Linked DNA regions of Salmo salar: region 2 is linked to region 1. The links are chromatin contacts, called in public Hi-C maps. All regions are on one chromosome and are shown on one strand. Each heading gives the region's core, a stretch centred on a gene start, on an enhancer-like site or on the middle of the called end of the contact. The rest is flanking DNA. Distances are from core to core; before and after follow the strand shown.

Evidence for each region. A called contact is a pair of places that touch in the nucleus more often than the background predicts.
Region 2: a contact with region 1 is called in a Hi-C map of muscle, with 4 times the contacts expected there. The contact joins the promoter of tpd52 here to the promoter of znf704 in region 1. A contact is called at or near these places in 3 of 3 Hi-C or Micro-C datasets (blood, gill and muscle).

Annotation. Positions count from the first base shown.
Region 1 is chrssa27:25,516,578-25,519,598 of Ssal_v3.1, forward strand. znf704 (zinc finger protein 704) reads left to right here and starts at 1,374. Exons shown (of 9, transcript XM_014178264.2): 1 at 1,374-1,980. The coding sequence starts at 1,723.
Region 2 is chrssa27:25,650,844-25,653,783 of Ssal_v3.1, forward strand. It overlaps tpd52 (tumor protein D52), which reads right to left and starts at 1,535. Exons shown (of 6, transcript NM_001141231.2): 1 at 1,431-1,535. The coding sequence starts at 1,449.

The DNA of each region.
Region 1 (3,021 bases), core at 124-2,623:
ACGCATTTGAACAACATGCCATAGAGCTAGATAGAGGACTCGTCTTTGTTTCTGTGTCATTATAGCGTCTGTGACAGCCTCAATGGCGCTGATCATGCTATCGCCATTTTAAAGTAGTCAATTTTCTTCTTCATTGGCTGATTGCTCCCAATTTATGGGAATCCCGACCCAGTTGACCACTTTAAGATGGTGGAAGTGCTCAATTCCAATGTCCATGTTAAAAATAGGTTAAATCCATGAGGAGTCCTCTATAAAGTTTTAAATTGCTGAAATGCCACATGCGTCCACTTTTATCAGTGCATTCTTAACAACCTAACCATTACGGAACGTATGTTAGATCAAATAACCTCACGTAGAAAATTACTAATTACAATTTTTGATCACCAAATTCGACACTCTCCCTTCCATTGACCTCTGTACAAAAAAATCCAAAATTCCTGGGTTCATTTTTCGTGGACAGATTTTGAAACGTCGCTTCCTGTCTGATGGAGCGTCCTCTCCAACTCCCATAACTTTATGTTGGACGGAAATTGAGGGAGTTTTATTAACCTGAGCTCCGGTGCACCGGCCGTGACGTGAACAGGCAAAAGCGGCGAGGGAGGAGCGCCTTTGTCAAATCGAACATTAACATAATCTGCGCTGCTCGGTCATGTTGTCAACAAGGCAGCATGGTGCATCATCCAGGAACATACATCTCTTTTCCATAAAAATTATGTTCACATTTTCTGACTAGTTTTCATCGGGAAGGCTTATAAAGCGTTTTTAGCAAGAGCAATAATTTTTCCATGGTAAAACAGAGTCCTATTCATTACTCCACGTGCTTAATCTAGCCTGGGCTACGTCACTTTTGTTTTGAGCGACTTTTACGTGGGTTTTGAAGGGGGCATCTGGCTCACGCCCGGGAGACAGCCCGGTTCCAAAACGAATCCAATCAATTTTCACCCGGTTTAAACTCATTCACAGGGGTAACCCGGGCCAGATAATAGAATCCCCTCACTGACAGAAAAATGTGCGTAGCCCAGTGGAGGCGTGTGCTGGGCCGACCAATGGGTGCTCGAGTCAACCGCGAGACCGCACATGTTTACAGGCAGCAATCCGCCGGTAGAGGCGCTGGCTCTTGGCAGTCGGCTACGGACTGGAATCTCTAGAATATGGATCCGGAGTCACTGTTACGCGGCTATTTCAGCAAATTTCACCATGTCAGACGGCAAACCGGTGTAAAATATGTGCGTGAAACTAAAATTATTTTTCATGTAGATCACAGATAATATATTTTTTTTGTGTATTGGCGAAGCCCTTTTGTTCGGATGAAAATGTACTGTTCAAATGTCATTGTCGGTCCTTTAATACAGTTCCGTGTTTTTGTGCTCTCTCACGAGTTTAGAGGGAACAGTCAGGAAAACAAACAGGTCGAACGAAGAAATATCAGTAGCCGGTCTGTTGAATAGGTTATTTCACGGGGAATGGCTTGTTTTCATGCATTTGTTAATCCATGCATGTAGCTTTTTCTACACATATTCGTGCTTTCAAATATCGTTCGTTTTGACCCGTCCTAGCAGCAGAGTATGTTGCCGCTTTCTAACATTTGGTTAGGGTTTATGGAGCACGTAGTCTATCCGCTGCGGTGTTGTGTTTTTCATGTCAGTGTTTATCAATTCTAACTCGACGTCCATAGATATTAACCGCATTCCGCTTTAAATTCGGTACTATACATTTATCGCTATGCATACGAGGCGTTTGGTGAAGCGTTCAATCCTGGGCAGCCGGGTGTATGCGCCGAGTCCGACTGGGGACGGGGCTCCGTTGACAGGAGTGGTACAGGCTGTCAAGCAGGAAAACAGAGATGTTTCAACTGGACCTCTGCGTAACGTCTACACGTTACTAATGCAAGACGGAAGCCTGAAAGAATTCTCCGAGGACGAGATAGCCGTGGGCTTCAGCCAAACGACGGCGAAAGGACCGCTCAAATCCAGCTTGAAGGTCTGTTTGTGTGTGACCGGGAAGCCTGCTGTTGTTGTGCAGCGGTGTTTTGCAGCGTTTAACTGCTTCGTGCACAGACGGAGAAAGAGCGTGTTATTGCATCCATTGCCCGCCGCTGCAACCGGCTTTTACAAGCTATATTAATGATAGGCAGACAGTCACACACCCAGAATAATCCAGATGAGATTCATGTTGTAGTGCAGAACTACAGATTGAATAATAACAATGCACTGTGAAAATATTTAGCATTAAATACAGGACAAAGGGGTTCCCATTGAATGCTTGATTATGATAGGGCCCTATCTGCGCAGTGTTTTTCTGACCCATTGACTGTAGATTTGACCTAGTGGGTAGATGGCAGACGCAAACACGCTCTGCAGCATTCTGGACCGATCATTGATGTAATAAAACATCCCAGATTGTACACAATGCATCAGTCGCATATGACACTGGCAATTCATGCATATTAACCCGTCATTGCATTGAATATGTCATTATAATGTAGGAATTCATGTAATAACTGTAGTTGCATTTATTTTATTGTGTAGGGGAGGGAGTAGTATGCAGTCATTAGCTAGGCTATTTGTTTCATTCATGTCACACTTGTGTCCTTGCTGCTACTGAAGAAAACAATTGACTTTAGGCTTAATAACTAGCGTAGAATAGTAGATGTCATATTATTATGCCACACTGGATGGTACATTGTGTTTCTAAATATCAAGATGTATTCCTTCCTGTTATGAGTGACCTAATTGCCTGCCTTTAAAAGTTCCAGCTTGATGGTGTCGCATGGTTTCACAACAAAGATGGTCTGGTGAGGCTGCCTGCTTGGTGGTCCCTTATAAAAACAGCTCCTATGATGAGAGGGGAATGCATGTGACTGTGTTGGATAACGTAGCCTATAAATACGTATTGGGGGTTTGATCCAAGCAATGGGGTCATAGTTCAGTGACTCGAATGGGAACCAGACATATGGATACAGTTTCAAAACAGCAAATGTAAACATCTTCATAAAGGCATGACAGAAATGCAAGATGTCAT
Region 2 (2,940 bases), core at 285-2,784, 130 kb after region 1:
GGCCTGCCTGGCCTGACTAACAGCTGCAGTGAGACGTGAGAGGTGGGCAAGCAGACATGAACGGAGAGGAGGGAGGAGAGGGAGGCACAAGGCAGATGGCTGCCCAGCAGGAGAGGAGAGGGAGTAATCAAAGCCAGGAAAGATGCATTCAGCTGCTACCTGTCTGGCCCTGCATCGAATCACCTCCCAAGAGGGATGTTGGACAGAATGGGAAAGGGAGGAGAGGGAAGAGGTCAGAGGGGTCATAGGGGACTGCAGAGCAGACGTAGACAGTGGGAGAATATCATTGCATACTCCTCACCTCCTTCTCAAAAACCATTGGATGAGAAAGCCAGAGGCCTCTGACCTCCTCCAATGGGTTTTGAGAAGGTGGGAGGGAGAGAGGAGGTGCAATTCAGATTCTCCCAGTGATGCTCCTCCTCAAAATGACACAAGTGGCATAGGTTACTACCTGGATTGTTATTGTGAAAGGTGTATATCATTCTGGGAGTAAAACCATAGGCTAGACCTGTAGAGACATGAAGTGTTTACCCATTTCCGAGATGTCAGGAAAACTAAAAAGTGCTGATAGAATGTTGTCTAGTAGTCTGTCAACAGCACAAGACTAACCACAAGAACAGTGCAAATCAAAGGCTATTCATAACCGTACACTTTAGTGATGCGGCCTATCAAATAAACGTAACACGACGACATCATACACATAGTACATTCAAAGTGTGAAAATTGAATTGACAAATGTGCCAGAGACATTGTCTACAACGGAATTAATGAAGTTGTTCACAAACCTTTAAAACGATGAAAGACATACAGTAAACTTACCAATGGGTAATAAAGGCATACACGTGAATGATCAAGAAGGAGAACAATCTGTACACAGTAAGGAATGTATGACACATCTACAGCGAGGTGTGGTGTGTGGGCGTTCCAGGAGCAAACATATGGTAAACTGTATTTTCAACCCACTTCAGTGAAAATAACAGCAAAACAACGCATAAATGTAATGTTTGAACCAATATTATGACTCATTCAACGTTCTTTCAAACGCGTGCAACAAAGTAACGTTAACAATTGAAGTTGGGTTTTAAATTCGAGGACTAGACAAACTTCCTTATCTGTATTGTTTTTCCTCCCACATTCAAAGAACAGGAACATTGTACAATGTTTGAGTATCTTGTTTAACCTGTGTGGTTTGAGATGAATGGCTTGCATATTATTGTCTCTGGGTATATCGAAGACTAGAACATTCTTTGTTTAACTTTTTTTTTTTTTTTTTAAATCTTCTGCAAAAGGATGAACTTGAGTTAGTTAGCATATGCTCTGATTAGCCTACAGCTAGCTGGCTAACTTTGGTTAGAAACAAACTAAACAGAGTTTTAAAATGGTTGTCAGTAATAGTACTGTCATTTTGCATGCTGTAACAAATACCTTACCTTGATCTGCTTGCTCCATCCTCACGCTATATGCTGTTTCTGCTATTCTTATTTGATCCAAAAGCTTGCAGGTTCCCCACTTCGCTCCTGCAATCTTGTGCACTCACATGCTCGCGGTAGGTGGGGTCCTCTGTGACGTCAAGCCGTAGAAAGAGCACGTAGAAGTGTAAACAGAGGGTGCGTTCGTAAATTCACTCTGGATATCTACTTCGATTTCACAGCGCTCTCGTCTGAGTGTGCCAGAGCGCAGAATAACTCATGAATTTACAAATGCTCAACACCCGTTGAATATGGCCGTTGTCAGTAAACGTCGGCAAAAACTGAACAAGGCAGTTAACCCACTGTTCCTAGGCCGTCATTTGTAAATAAGAATGTGTTATTAACTGACTAGCCTAGTTAAATAAAGGTTAAATATGGATGTCATGAAAACAGCCTAACCAGCTCTTATAGGGTGAGTAAAATGGTCAGAGTGAGGTGTTCTCTCATATGTGTCTGGAAGTAGCTTGTAAGCTAGCCAACGTTAGCTTGGTGCTTGACTGCGGTTGTGATGTCAGAACGCTCGGATCAACCCTACTCCACAGCCAGAGCTGTGTCCAGTGTGCGCTCCCAGAGCGAAACGCTCTGAATCTGAGGACGCTCTGAATTTACGAACACAACCAGAGCCAGGCACATGGTTCAATGTGTAACACGTAATCAAGCTATCTATTTCAGCACGCCAAGGCTGACAAACTAATATTTCACATTTTGTTAGTCATTTTTCTATATTTCATTGTTGGACAGCCGTATTGATGTCTTTCTGAACATACACAAGTGGATTTAATGTGGCCCCAGAGTGACCTTCCAGACTGTGTTCAATCTGACCTGTAACCTAATTGATAGACACCCAATATGAGTTTTGACTCAGACTATAACCAGGCTGTCTATAGACTGTCTGTTGACACACACACCCCTTTCATGATGATTGATTTATTCATTTGCATTCAAAGAAATACTTAACTGACTTGCCTAGTTAACTAAAAATATAAAGTATAACAAATACGTTTAGGCCATTTAATGGAGAGACGGATTGTATGGGTGTGCATATTGTATTACCCTCCCTTTCACTCTGGATTTAGACCTGACAAGGCTTTATATACACCTGCCATTACCAGAAGCAGAGTGGGTCACACTCCCCATCATGTTCACACAATGTGTCCTGGTTTAGTCCTTAATTTACTGGCTTTGAAACTGGACGCTAGGCCTAACAACGCCACTCATTACTGGAACAGTGCTGTCAGTCAGAAAACTCAGCGAATCATGAAAGACTACTGCCACCTGCAGGAGCAAAAGATCAGGAACAGGCTTCCATGGGATTATTCTAGGATTTAGATCAATATATATTCCCATATTGATTATGGCTCTGTAATTGAAATAATCTGTGGGGAAAAAACGAAACAATGTCAGTTATACCCAAACAAATGTTTTATGTTTTTGGTGTTATCTAAACATAAACGTATTACTTACGTATTAC